Regions from separate parts of the Zea mays genome. Here region 2 is linked to region 1. A link is a contact called in public Hi-C data. All regions are on one chromosome and are shown on one strand. The core of a region is the stretch at or near the end of the contact, and the rest is flanking DNA. Distances in the headings are between cores, read along the strand shown.

Region 1 (7,527 bases), core at 1,884-4,383:
TTCTCACACAGGTCAAGAAAACCCCCGAACCCCTGCCCCACCCATACACAACGGCATCGAAGCCCATGTGAGAACGACCACGACCGGGGCTGAGCCTTAGACCTGTGCTTTGGCGTGGGACAGACGAGGGGATTTTTTTAACCACAGCCTGAAATTCGCTCCCACGGGGAGTCGAACCCAGGACCTGAGGAGTGCTAATCAGACCACCTAACCAACTCAGCTAGAGGCCCTTTCGCAAGCTGTGCCTTTAAAGCAGTGATTTCCTTCATGCTCTTGGCAGCAATCAACATATCATCAACATATAGCAGCAAATATGTAGGTGATCCATTAACAAATTTTAGATAAACACAACTATCATATTGAGACCTCTGAAAGCCCTTAGAGCTGCGCTCCGGCCCAAGCCTCCCGGCGACGGGCCTCCGCTTCGCTCGCCAACTTGGCCACCTTCTTCAGAATTTGGATCACAAACTCAACGATATCAATTACCTTGTTTCCAGCCATCTTATTGTCTAGGAATGAGGAGGATATAACGACAGTGGTTTGGTGGAATGAAATAGAAAATGGTAGGGGTGAATTAGAGAATGAGAGGATAAATAAATCTAAACATCCCCTCCATTTATAGATCATATTGCATTTTTTGAATTTTTAGTTTTTTTAAAAAAGTGGACTATAAAATAACGTGGACCAATCAGAGCATGACACGTGGCTAGATATGGTTGGTATTGACCGGTTCAGATCACTAGCGATCGGTACTGATCGGTTCAGCTCCAATATAGTCAGTGTCGATTGGTATGATCGATTTAGCTCCAATATAGTCGGTGTCGACTGTACCGACGTGTCGACAGGTCCATCGACCAGTTGAGTGACATTAGAGCTAGGCCGATCGGTACCGACCACTAGCTCACGAACGTCAACGACCGATTTCAACCGCGGTTAGACTCATCATTAGAGTGGATGAACCATCGTTATGTTCGTGGTGGCGGCTTAAGGTTGGCCTGTATGTGCATAGTGTTAATACCATGATCGATAATCTGTTTGCTGCTGCTGTCTAGTAAATGACTATGCAGTCTTTATAGAGTTTTGTTTCTGAACCAAGTTCAGTTTACCTTAAGCTCCTGAAATAGTGTTTGTGTTGCTAGAGACGAGAGGGCCACTGAAATCACATCGCGTCTATCAACTTCACTGACTAATGACAAACCTATACGATCTGACTCAGCTATGATCTATACGATCTGATGAATTCAATTTCGAACTTATTACACAAGCTAAATAAAATCAGATTATTATAGAAAACAGTAAAGGGTAGAAATGGAGTTAACGTCGGTCGTCGCGCCGCCGTGCTTTCTTTCAAACTAACGACAAGAGACTATTTAAATTGGCTTTATCTCTTTCTGTTTTTTTATATAAGATTAAAAATTCAGCACTTATGCTTCCACCATTATTCCTACACAAGCTTTTACAATTTATTGTTAAGTAAATAAACAAGCTTCGTAAAGTACAGGATTACTCCGTGCTGCTGCTGCGGTGGTCAGTGTGCCCTGATGCGGTAGGTACCTCAACAAACACAATCACAGAACAAGACGACAAGTTTATATAATAGTATTACTCCAGGAATCAAATCAATGCAGGCAGTGCCGTGCTCACGCAGCGCAGGCGATTTCCCTTCCCTTTTTATTTAATGATGATGATGAAATGGGCACGCTGGTCAAGCCCCATGTCTGAGAAGGGCAGACAAACTGTTCCTTCTTTAAATTACACGATCATGTTTGCAATGTGTGTTCCTTCCAAGGCGCTCCTAAATGAGATACAGTACCATATAAATTTTTGTTGCCGAGAAATAAAAAAAAGGTTCGAACAAGTTTATACGGTGAAATATATACGTGAAATTCAATAAGTAAACAAAATACAGCGTGTATTTTCAGTAAAAAAGGAAAACTGTCAGGTAGGAGTAAGCGCAAGCACAACAGACTGAAGTGGACTGCCTCTTCAATCTGTTGTGGCCACTGGCCAGCAGATGATCCAGGGCTACAGGAATCAGGTCGGAGCCTGGCTCTGTCCATGTGGCCAACCGGCCAGCTGGATTGCGTCAAGAAGCTCACTTATCGGTTACATTACACTGCTTGCTTCACGCGCCATGTCCCTGCAGCACAGACCAAGCATCGGACGAACCATTCGACAGACACACGAAGAAATGCGATGCGAGGACCAACAACAATAATGTCATTACGGGCTTATTCGGTTATTTTCAATCTATATGGATTTGAGCGGATTGATATGTATTAGAAAAAAATTGGACTTACTAGGATTGAAACATCCTCAATCATCCTCAATCCGTATGGATTTGGGGTAGAACCGAAGAAGCCTTAAGACCCATTCTGTTGTCATGGATTGGTGGACCGGAACAACTTCTAACCGAATTGTTTCTCTAATTTATATAAACTTTGATTAGCTGTAACGATTTCAGATGCAATCCGACACAAACGAACAAGGTCTTAAGAGAAAAAACAAAGATAACTGGAAGACAAGCCGAGAGCGGGGTAGTACATAGAGTAATACTAGTCCCTCTCTGTTATTAACTCGGTGTGGCCACTCCAATTATTGTCCTTACAAAATTGCACAATCATTGTACTTGGGTCCATGTGTCATCATCTCCTTACCCGTGCGGCCTTCATGGCTTCACCTGCCATGGAATGATGGAATGGAATGGGACGCATCGGGCACCAAGATGCGCGACCGCTCGTTTCTGTGTCGACCCGCGACCGCGACGGCATTTTTTTCAGTCTTGGATGTCTGCTGGCTCGTGCAGCTAGCTGTGAGGCGGGAATCACACAGGCAGATCAGTGAGTGAGGCGGGGAGATGCAGCTGAAAATGAAATGCTGGCACAGTGCACGGTTGCACATGGATCATCATGGATCGGTAACGTTTTTGGATAGGCTTGTCTGCGGCGCTGTCTGCTTGCCGAGTTTGCCTGGGCCGTCCGTCGCTCACTCGCTCATGTGAAGAAGGGCAATGGGCACACGACATGCAGAAATTGCACCAAGCCCACGTGGTAGCAGACGCGTTTCTATGTCGGGCCGGCCCAGGGCCCACCACCTGTGTCCTTTCCCCTCCCGCAAGCGAAAGCCCCAAACAAATCCCCCGCACGCCTCCGCAGCCGACGATGACCACCGCCGCGGACGCCGACGTCGACGACTACCACCACTCCGACGGATTCGTCATGTCCGACGTCCTCGCCAAGGGCCGGGAGGCCTGCTACAAGGTACATCCCTCAGACCCCCCCCCCCCCCCCCCCCCCCCCCCCCCCCCCCCCCCCCCCCCCCCCCCCCCCCTCTAAGCTCTCTGCTCCCCTCCGGCTTTCCGTTTCCGCTACTGACGGGGCGACGCGCTCGGCTCTTCGCCCCTTCTCCGCAGGCACGGGATGCCTTCTACGCGTGCATAGAGAAGCACGCGGACAAAAAGCCCACCGAGATCGCCACCATGGGTCTCCTCTACCCCGCCGACTGCAAAAAGTCCCGCGCCGACTTCGTCAGCAACTGCCGCCCCACCTGGGTAAGCGCCCTCTGGTCCACCTCGCCGCCGTCATCGCTTAGACCTGCACGATTTTGCGTGCTTCATGCATTCTCTTCGTTTCGTTGCAATTGGTGAATCCGCAGGTCAAGCACTTCGACCGGCAGTACTGCGCCAAGAAGCGGGTGCAGAGGTTGCTCGACGGCGATGGGGACCGCCGGGGCCCCATGTCGCTGCCCCAGCCCTACACCTTCAAGCAATAGGTAGTCTTCCTGTGGTTCAGATCTTGGTATTCAGCTCAATTGGATCAGTGCTACGTTGGTGTCTAGATGCTATAGTATTGGTTTCAGGCTTTGTGTCATTTAGCTGGATGCATATGTGATGTGTACCAGTACATTGCTCTGAATGCTAATGGATGAGCGAATCTGTATGTGGATTTATCAATATCAGGATATCCCTCATTGGCAATTGAGTTGCATTACTTTTCTTCTGATGGCATGCAGATTGCCAGAATCCTTATTGAAACCTTTCGTCCTTATTTCAACTTTCAATTGATCAATGCAGGGGGTAAAAGGATATTGTTGTGTCATTGATTTTTTTGCCAGGTTGCTGGAATGCAGTCAACCATCATAGCTTAAATATGTTTATTCTATCGATGGTATTTCTGCCTATCTAGGTTATTAAAACGTTGGAACACTCATGGGTGAAATTTTGACTTTTAAACGTTTAAACTTTGTTTAAACGTAGTTTTAAACAACATAGGAAAAATACCAATACATCATAATTTCAGACAATAATATGAAGTTAAATACCAAAACAGAGAGGTTACTGGCTTACCAAAACTTCACCCATGAGTTGGATTGAACCCCAAAAGTAACTAATAGACTGGGCCCAAAAGTAGCTAATGGTCTAAAATGCATAAAACACTGCGTTTTACAGTTTAGAACGCCAAAATGCTAAAACGTGGTTTCAACCTCTAATTAGAGTTTTGACGTTTAAACGTAGTTTAAACATCGTTTAAACGTAGTTTTAATAACACTGCTGCCTATTATCCACAATCTTTTGTTGTGTTTATAGCTCTTCTAAAATATGATTTCATACTTGTGAAGTTCCTACGATGATATAGAAATTCTTGTTTGCCCTGTGAAATAGGACAATTACAAACAGTGACTGAAACATGATAATAACCAAAACGTTCTGACAACATTAAGACCTTACTGGGACATGCACTGGTGCTTCATTCCCTTGTAGTGTTATCAATTGACATCTTCTAGTCCATACAGATTCCATAAGGATTTTAAGTGCCAACCAGTTTTCACAAAAGTGGATTGTTGTTCAATCGCCATTTCTAGCCATTCTGTTTCCTGTAACTACTTTATTTATGCATTAGCCCTTGTAGTTTTCTAAAGTCCTTTGAACTGATTTTTGCACATAGTGACTTGCCTTTTAGGTCACTGCATTTATTGTGCCTCGTTAAGTTGTTCAGTTAAGCATACATGGACTGTTATAGATTGAGTATTCCGTTGAGGGTTCTATGTATTTTCATTCATAATCAATAACACTGCGTGGTGATTTATTCAACAACAATGACAAAGACTTTTAGTCTGAAGCAAGTTCCTTGTGAAGACTTCAAAGGAGTTTCCTAGATGAATTAGTGTGTTGGGTTATGGCTGGTGCTAAGAGTCTGGGGTCCCTAGGCTTAGCTAGGACCTTGAATGTAGCCGGTTCAATTGCTATCTAGCACTCCCTCTGATTAGGCTTCGGTTTTGGCTTAGTTTTAGCAGGTTCCCTGCTTTGTAAGCCCTTTGTTCTTTCCCTATATTATATAAAGATGTGAAGTTCTCCTGCGCGTTCGTTAAAAAAAGTCCGAAGCAAGTTGAGTTAGGATAGAGTAGAAACCCAACATAGACCAGTCAAGTTTGAGACATATGAATAGCTGTTCTACATACACTTCTATTGAAGACTAAATCATTGGGTATATTACATTATTTGAAGTCTCATTTTATTGCCCCTTCTCATGTCAACCTGGTCTTTCTTTGTCTCTCTTTCTATTGCTATCACACTTTAGGATCCCACTACGTATGGGTGTCTTTAGAGTTTTCTGGTGGACATGTCTAAACCTTCTTAATCGGTGTTGAACAAGCTTTTATTTAATTAGTGCTTCCTTAACATATCATGTATATCACCGTTTTGGACTCTATCATTTCTTGTATGGCCACAAATCTAACATAATATACATATTTCCCAACACTTATTTGGTGATTTATCTAAAATGATCAATAATCATGTGGCCCTATACCTAAAATCTGGTAATGAAAGGAACAGCTAAGTTTGTTTCCTCTCTCTATTGGACCTTGTTCTTGCTGGTTCGTGCTATGTTTGACAGACCTGATGCTTGGATAACATTGTGCCATTGGATGTGCTAACAGAGGACACATTGTTGACTCTGCACAGCTAAAAATAATCTATTGATTTTCTTTATAAGATGAATGTGCCTTATATGGAAAAAGAAGGATATATACAAGATCATTCGATGTTTTGTATGTTTCCTTATTTTCCCATATAACAAAGAGATTTCAAACAGTCATTTGTTCAATTAGTTATATCCATGTTTCTTACATGGATTGGTGGATGTGGTACTGTATAATGACTTGTAATTTATACTGTCGTTTTAGTGCTGTAGAAGTAGATTTGTGTCATTTAGCACGTCTAGATTTAGAAAATGAAGATGAGTAAACCTATGAAAACTACTCAAATGGCTTTTAAAGGTAAGTTCTGTGGCAAGCTATGATACAACTTTGAAGACGATTAGACCTTTGGTAGCTGCTCTTAAATTTATGCTTAAACTTGATCCCCTGGTTTTACAACTTTGACCTTTGTAGTTACTAAAAGTTGTCAGAGCTGGGTTTACCAGCCTGATAATCACAATGCAAATGATTCAACTTCAACTGCATGCAGGAAACTGAACTATAAAGTAAACATCACACCCTGATGATGTTTGAAGTTCCACCGTCATCCCTGAATCACACCGTGTCTACAATGTCTAATTTTTATTCTCAACAATTCTTTCTCTTCCTTCATAACAATGTAAATAAAGCTCTATGTGTAGTTTTGGTAATTAATATAACTAGGTGGACTAACATGTTTTATGAGTTCCATGAATGAGATAGGATGAAGTCCACAAAGATAAGCAGGTGCTCTACAAGAATGAAGATTGATAAGAGTAAGACAAATGAAGTGCCTGACATTGTTGGATCTGGGAGATCATTGATGCTGCAGGAGCAGAGACTTGTAGAAAATCGTAAAAGTAAGATGCAAGGCAAAGGTATAAGCTAGGATATTTTGTTTTACCAGTCAAGGTATAATAGAGTGTGTGATTGGATTTAGGATAAGTAGTTGTAGTAGTAATGTATTAGGACCTAATGAATCTGTGAAGAACAATCTTAGACATCATTGACTTAGGCTAAATCATGATCTAAAGTGTTTAAACAAGCAGGGGTTATGACTTGTTAAAAGATGGAAAGATATTTGACAAACAGAGGGCGTCATACCCTAACTGTTGATGGTGTCGGACTAGTATAGTGTCAATCCAACCACTAAGTGTAGAGCTTTAGCAGAGGGTTCATCAGACCTTGAGCTATGGTTCGATAGTGGGTGCCAGAATAATACAACTGACTAGGTTACTCTCTAGAATGCTCAGACCCGTTGTCTTTGGTTCGACAATTGAGAAAAATGCAGCATCATACAATACAATCACACTATTGACCATGGGGTCCCACTCATAGGTAACCGTTGTGACTAGGAACAGGGGCATCGGACCATGGTGTTTGGTTCTGATGGTGGTCGTTTGACTAGTTTGATGGCAGAATAATACAGTCACGCTTGCTATTACATATTGTTTCATCATCATATTGTGAAGTATTCTCTATTACTTAGTACACTTTCGCATATAAGTTTTATTTTAGTTTTTGTGTTAACTTTTATTAGAGAAAGAATTTTATAGGCTATCCACCCCCTAT
Region 2 (7,527 bases), core at 1,370-3,869, 140 kb before region 1:
ACCAGCCAAGGCGGACTTGAGGCGCACATGGCGGGTATTCAGGCATTTACAGACTCAATCGTGACATTTGATGACAACAACGTGCTGGTGCCAGACAGCCCTTCCGATGGCGGTGGCAAATGGCAGGCATAGTCATGGTGTAGGTGAAGCTCAGCCGATTCATGTGTGGTACCGGCATGGCCGCTATCGTGCTGCTCGTCGTCATCCCTGCCACCATGCACATCATGACAACATCACCACGAAGAGGACGGATTCCATGGGTTACTTGGGTTCAACCCATTATCTGTTAGAACTACTCTGTCATAAAGTCGGTTTTGAGGGAAACCTAACCCAACCCATGTATAAGATAGTGGATCTAGTATTTCATAAATTGGGTGCAGGTCGGTCGCCGGGCTTAGCGAAACGATGAACAAGGCTAACAGACCAACACTTATGGTTTTTCTCAATATAGTCAGGAAGTGATTTAGGTACTGTTGTTCCTGGTATTCTAGGAAGTTGATCTAACAATAGAACCAAGGGAAATCAGATGCCATACTGTTGCATTCCATTAGTAATTGTGTGCCTGGAATGCTATAATTTTTAAAACACCGGTTACATTTCATCCCAACAGCACAAGTGAAAAGTAATATGAAGTTAAAGTGAACAGTCAACTTGTCCAAATGTCTGCGATAAAGCCATAATATACATGGGATGCTTTCAGAGAAGGCAATGGAGTAAATTGATGGTGCAGATCATTTGTCTTTGCTCTAGAGTCTACATGGGATGCTTCATTTTGACTTGCTATGTACATAGCTTTTACTATTATCTACATATACGCTATGTCTAAATACATAGTAACAACCATGTATCTAGAAAAGTCTAAACAACCTTATAATTCAAAATGAAGTGATGAAAAGGTAGTATTTCATGATGGTCGGATGATCTAGTGAGGATCAACAACGTGCTCTCATCGGGGCCAGAAACCCTCCCCATGGTTGTGGTCCTCGATCACAGACGCTATATAAAACGAGACACTGGCATGGAAGTCAATGCTTCCGCCAACACTAGCCGCCACACCTAGACAGGTTCCGATCTACCTCTAGCATCCTAGTGACCGGAAGTGTGGCCAACTTCATCCCTTGGCGCTGGTAGACCCTACCTGATATAGGGCAGCGAGCACTGACGCCCCTGCTTATGGCCCAATGATTCGAGGAGAAGAGACGCAACAGGAAGGAGGTATGCCAATCCACGAGACGACGTCGATACCGTCCATAACCACAGCCAATGTTCTCTCTTCCTACACTAAGATAAAGCTCTAGATCTAATATGAATTACTACATAACTCCAGAACATCAGAAACACTATCATTTCGATGTGAGTTCAAAGGATGTGCAGAATATGTAATTCTAATGAATGTTACAACATGGGAGATTGATATCAAACTAACCTCAAGGTTACCAGATAACGGTGAAGCGTGCAGGTGACTGTGCAACCACCTCCGAGTCTTCATGTGTTGCAACTTGATGATGCCACCAGTTTGAATGGAATCACCTTGCTTAGACGATGAATCTGGAGTAGGCTTTATGATCTGCATTCAATACGAACCTACCAATTCAGACCTAGATCCTGAGAAGTGAGAAGCATTGAATGAAACACTACTCATTTGTTAGTTGACTATTTGAATTGAAATTATATATGAAGCAAACTGTGACTGTTGTAACAAATAGCCATTAATTCAGCGATTCAGAAAATAAAAAAGTATAAGATTTGCAATAAGAATTTTTTTTCTGTGCGTGTTCACTTGTTTCATCAAAGGACTACCACTATATTTTCAAAGATATCTTATTTTCTTGCTAATCTCAGCATAAATTAGCTCGCTCTTGAAAACAATAGGACTGTTCTTGCACCCTAAATAGTAAATACAAACAAACTGATCAGAAAATTGCATTCTGAACAAGAATGCAATGATCGATAAACTCAATTCAATGCTACTATCTGAAATCTGAACGCATCATAAGGAGTGAACAGGACAAAATTGTTTTATGAACCGGTAAGAGCTAGATAGTGAAAAGGATAAGCACCCAGTAGCTATTTGAGTCATCGCCTTCAGGAAAGCCGGTGACAGACTGCTGACCGCTGCCTGAGCCGTACGGCACATCATGTGAGTGCAGACGGTGCTTTGTCTTCTCATGCAACAGCTTAATCACACTCCCGTAGGTCACCTGCAAATGCCCCCGGAGATCTTAGATCAGAATTGCACCCAAACTCATAGCCTCTACGGCAGATCTTAAGGTCCGAGTTCTGGTCCTGGATGCGCACCTCAGAGCCCTCTACCTCCATGTGAGCTGCTGCACCCCCATCGATGCCGCCGTGGCCAGCGCCAACCAGGAACGCCACGGCGAGCACGAGCAGCGACGCGGCCATCGTGACGGCAATCGCGCGGCGCGACCTCGGTGGAGAGGAGGAGGAGGAGGAGAAGGCGTTGGCCTTGCTTTTCCTCAAGGCGGCCAGGGTGAGGGCGGGGGCCGGCGGTGATCGCACGGCGCGCGCGGGGGGAGTGGTGGGGCGGAGGAAGGTGGTCGGTCTCGTGCGTCGCGCGTCGGTGCGTGCGAGCCGGATGCTTAAGCTAGATTTCTGTTTCTTTTCCTACCTTCCACAGCGGTCCTTATAAAATTTAAAGTTCACTACGTACCAAAATAAAATTCGTGTTAATAATTTATAGGGTGTTTAGTTTGAGAAATAAACTAGTCCATTATTTTTTCACTCATCATTTTTTGTTTGGTTTATGAAATGAAATGATTTGATTCATCGACACCTTATGTCTAATAGTTAGTACTAAAATAAGGAATATAATCATTCCACCAAATTTATGGTGTGTTTGGTTTGTGAAGTCACTCTATGTTTCATGAAATGATGCATCATAAGTTCATTTCATCAATTTTGGTGGAATCAACTCACTCCTCATGTATATACTAATTATTAGCTTATGAGAAATGAGGTGGTGATGGATTAACCCATTCTATTCCACAAACCAAATAAAAAAGTGAGGAGTGAGAAGAAGATGGATCACTTCATTCCTCAAACCAAACACACTCTTAAGGAATAGAATCATGATGCATCATCTTATCTTGGATGGAGTGATTGCTCAAACCAAATACCTACTCAGTAAATTTATATAATACTATATGTGTCTAGATCTATCTTTATCCATTTAAATATAGACACCAAAACTCAAAGCTAAAACAACTATTATTTTGGAACGGATAGAGTATCATTTTTTTCTCAACAACTTGTCAACTTCCCGTGACTACCCTCGTTCTTTTTTTCTTTTAATTGAAAAGAAACATGTATATCGCTGCAAATCTACAATTTGTTGGCGACCATCACTAATGGGTCGATCAACTGCCTACTCACGATCCTCGAGAGCGGGAAGGATTTTTTTTAACTAAGCCCAAAATTCATCCTCAAGGAGGATCGAACCCGGGACCTAAAGATGTTACTCGAAAGCTTTATCCATTATGCTAGATGCCCTTTTGCAAAAAGAAACATGTATATCACTACAATCTATTGGCACATCGGTAAAGCCGCATTCGATCTTCCTGTCAAGCGTCGCCAAGGCCTGTGGCACATCTTCAGTGGAGGGTGAAAGTTGCCTAGAGGGGGGTGAATAGGGCGAATCTGAAATTTATAAACTTAAGCACAACTACAAGTCGGGTTAGCGTTAGAAATATGAACGAGTCCGAGAGAGAGGGTGAAAAACAAATCGCAAGCAAATAAAGAGTGAGACACAAGGATTTGTTTTACCGATGTTCGGTTCTTGTAAACCTACTCCCCGTTGAGGTGGTCACAAAGACCGGGTCTCTTTCAACTCTTTCCCTCTCTCAAACGGTCACTTAGACTGAGTGAGATTCTCTTCTCAATCAAACGGGACACAAAGTCCCCGCAAGGACCACCACACAATTGGTGTCTCTTGCCTCGGTTACAATTGAGTTGATCACAAGAAAGAATGAGAAAAAGAAGCAATCCAAGCGCAAGAGCTCAAATGAACACAAGTCACTCTCTCACTAGTCACTATTTGATTTGGAATGATTTGTGTACTTGGGAGAGGATTTGATCTCTTTGGTGTTATTGAATGCTATAGCTCTTGTAAGGTGTGGGAAGTCAGAAAACTTGGATGCAATGAATGGTGGGTGGTTGGGGGTATTTATAGCCCCAACCACCAAACTAGCCGTTTGGTGAAGGCTGCTGTCGCATGACGCACCGGACAGTCCGGTGCGACTGCCACGTCACCAAGCCGTTGGATTCCGACCGTTGGAGCTTTTGTCTTCTGGGCCACCGGACAGTCCGTTGGTGCACCGGACAGGCACTGTTCAGTGTCCGGTGCGTCATCTGCTTCTACTCTGACTCTGGCGCGCACTGTAGCGCATTTAATGCCTTTTGCAGACGACCGTTGGCGCGAAGTAGCCGTTGCTCCGCTGGCACACCGGACAGTCCGGTGCGCCACCGGACACTGTCCGGTGCTACACCGGACAGTCCGGTGAATTATAGCGGAGCGGCCTCCAGAATTCCCGAAGGTGAGCAGTTCGGAGTTAGAGTCCCTGGTGCACCGGACAATGTCCGGTGGTGCACCGGACAGTCCGGTGCGCCAGACCAGGGCACACTTTGGCTGACTTTGCCTAAGGGTTTGCCTCATCCAAAGTAATTGCGCGCAACAATGGCCTGCGGCAATATACTCGGCTTCGGCGGTAGAAAGAGCTACAGAATTTTGCTTCTTTGAAGCCCAAGACACCAGAGACCTTCCCAAGAACTGGCAAGTCCCCGATGTGCTCTTTCTATTAATTTTACACCCCGCCCAATCGGCATCCGAATAACCAATTAAATCAAATGTGGATCCCCTAGGGTACCAAAGGCCAAACTTAGGAGTATAAACTAAATATCTCAAGATTCATTTTACGGTCCTAAGGTGAGCTTCCTTAGGGTCGGCTTGGAATCTTGCACACATGCATACAGAAAGCATAATGTCCGGTCGTGAAGCACATAAATAGAGCAAAGAACCTATCATCGACCGGTATACCTTTTGATCTACGGATTTACCTCCCGTGTCGAGGTCGAGATGCCCATTTGTTCCCATGGGTGTCTTGATGGGCTTGGCATCCTTCATCCCAAACTTGGTGAGAATGTCTTGAATATACTTCGTTTGGCTAATGAAGGTGCCCTCTTGGAGTTGCTTCACTTGAAATCCCAAGAAGTACTTCAACTCCCCCATCATAGACATCTCGAATTTTTGTGTCATGATCCTACTAAATTCCTCACATGTAGATTCGTTAGTGGACCCAAATATAATATCATCAACATAAATTTGGCATACAAACAAATCGTTTGCAAGTGTTTTAGTAAATAGAGTAGGATCGGCCTTTCCGACTTTGAAGCCATTAGTGATAAGAAAATCTCTTAGGCATTCATACCATGCTCTTGGAGCTTGTTTGAGCCCATAAAGCGCCTTAGAGAGTTTATATATGTGGTTAGGATACTCACTATCTTCAAAGCCGGGAGGTTGCTCAACATAGACCTCCTCCTTGATTGGTCCATTGAGGAAGGCACTTTTCACATCCATTTGGTAAAGCTTAAAGCCATGGTAAGTAGCATAGGCAAGTAAAATGCGAATTGATTCAAGCCTAGCTACGGGTGCATAGGTTTCACCGAAATCCAAACCTTCGACTTGTGAATATCCCTTGGCCACAAGTCGGGCTTTGTTCCTTGTCACCACACCATGCTCATCTTGCTTGTTGCGGAAAACCCACTTGGTTCCTACAACATTTTGGTTAGGACGTGGAACTAAATGCCATACCTCATTCCTAGTGAAGTTGTTGAGCTCCTCTTGCATCACCACCACCCAATCCGAATCTTGAAGTGCTTCCTCTATCCTGTGTGGCTCAATAGAGGAAACAAAAGAATAATGTTCACAAAAATGAGCAACACGAGATCGAGTAGTTACCCCCTTTTGAATGTCGCCGAGGATGGTGTTCACGGGGTGATCTCGTTGAATTGCTTGGTGGACTCTTGGGTGTGGCGGCCTTGGAACTTGTTCACCTTCCTTATCTTGATCATGGACATCTCCCCCTTGATCATTGCTCTCCTCTTGAGGTGGCTCATCCTCTTGATCTTCTCCTTCATTATCTTGAGCCACATCCTCATTTTGAGTTGGTGGAGATGCTTGCATGGAGGAAGATGGTTGATCTTGTGTTTGTGGAGGCTCTTCGAATTCCTTAGGACACACATCCCCAATGGACATGTTCCTTAGCGCGACGCACGGAGCCTCTTCATCATCTAGCTCATCAAGATCAACTTGCTCTACTTGAGAGCCGTTAGTCTCATCAAACACAATGTCACAAGAAACTTCAACTAGTCCAGAAGACTTGTTAAAGACTCTATATGCCCTTGTGTTTGAATCATATCCTAGTAAAAAGCCTTCTACAGCCTTAGGAGCAAATTTGGATTTTCTACCTCTTTTAACAAGAATAAAACATTTGCTACCAAAGACTCTAAAATATGAAACATTGGGCTTTTTACCGGTTAGGAGTTCATACGATGTCTTCTTGAGGATTCGGTGTAGATATAACCGGTTGATGGCGTAGCAAGCGGTGTTGACCACCTCGGCCCAAAACCGATCCGAAGTCTTGTACTCATCAAGCATGGTTCTTGCCATGTCCAATAGAGTTCTATTCTTCCTCTCCACTACACCATTTTGTTGTGGCGTGTAGGGAGAAGAGAACTCATGCTTGATGCCCTCCTCCTCAAGGAAGCCTTCGATTTGTGAGTTCTTGAACTCCGTCCCGTTGTCGCTTCTTATTTTCTTGATCCTTAAGCCGAACTCGTTTTGAGCCCGTCTCAAGAATCCCTTTAAGGTCTCTTGGGTATGAGATTTTTCCTGCAAAAAGAACACCCAAGTGAAGCGAGAATAGTCGTCCACAATAACTAGACAGTACTTACTCCCGCCGATGCTTATGTAAGCAATCGGGCCGAATAGATCCATGTGTAGGAGCTCGAGTGGCCTGTCAGTCGTCATGATGTTCTTGTATGGATGATGAACACCAACTTGCTTCCCTGCCTGACATGCGTTACAAACCCTGTCTTTCTCAAAATGAACATTTGTTAGTCCCAAAATGTATTCTCCCTTTAGAAGCTTGTGAAGATTCTTCATTCCAACATGTGCTGGTCGGCGATGCCAGAGCCAGCCCATGTTAGTCTTAGCAATTAAGCAAGTGTCGAGTTCAGCTCTATCAAAATCTACTAAGTATAGCTGACCCTCTAACACTCCCTTAAATGCTACTGAATCATCACTTCTTCTAAAGACAGTAACACCTATATCCGTAAAAAGACAGTTGTAACCCATTTTACATAATTGCGAAACTGAAAGCAAGTTATAATCTAAAGAATCTACAAGAAAAACATTGGAGATGGAATGGTCAGGTGATATAACAATTTTACCCAATCCTTTGACCAAACCTTGATTCCCATCCCCAAATGTGATAGCTCGTTGGGGATCTT

What was found. A called contact is a pair of places that touch in the nucleus more often than the background predicts.
Region 2: a Hi-C map of ear shows a contact between it and region 1, with 3 times the contacts expected there. The contact joins the promoter of LOC100282939 here to the promoter of LOC100276300 in region 1. A contact is called at or near these places in 10 of 25 Hi-C or Micro-C datasets (ear, endosperm, leaf and 2 more).

What each region holds. Positions count from the first base shown.
Region 1 is chr1:216,350,338-216,357,864 of Zm-B73-REFERENCE-NAM-5.0, reverse strand. It overlaps LOC100276300 (Cytochrome c oxidase subunit Vib family protein), which reads left to right and starts at 3,133. Exons shown (of 3, transcript NM_001150123.1): 1 at 3,133-3,260; 2 at 3,413-3,550; 3 at 3,655-3,976. The coding sequence starts at 3,162. The coding sequence ends at 3,771.
Region 2 is chr1:216,485,681-216,493,207 of Zm-B73-REFERENCE-NAM-5.0, reverse strand. It overlaps LOC100282939, which reads right to left and starts at 2,619. Exons shown (of 6, transcript NM_001155844.1): 1 at 2,299-2,619; 2 at 2,061-2,201; 3 at 1,427-1,567. The coding sequence starts at 2,403.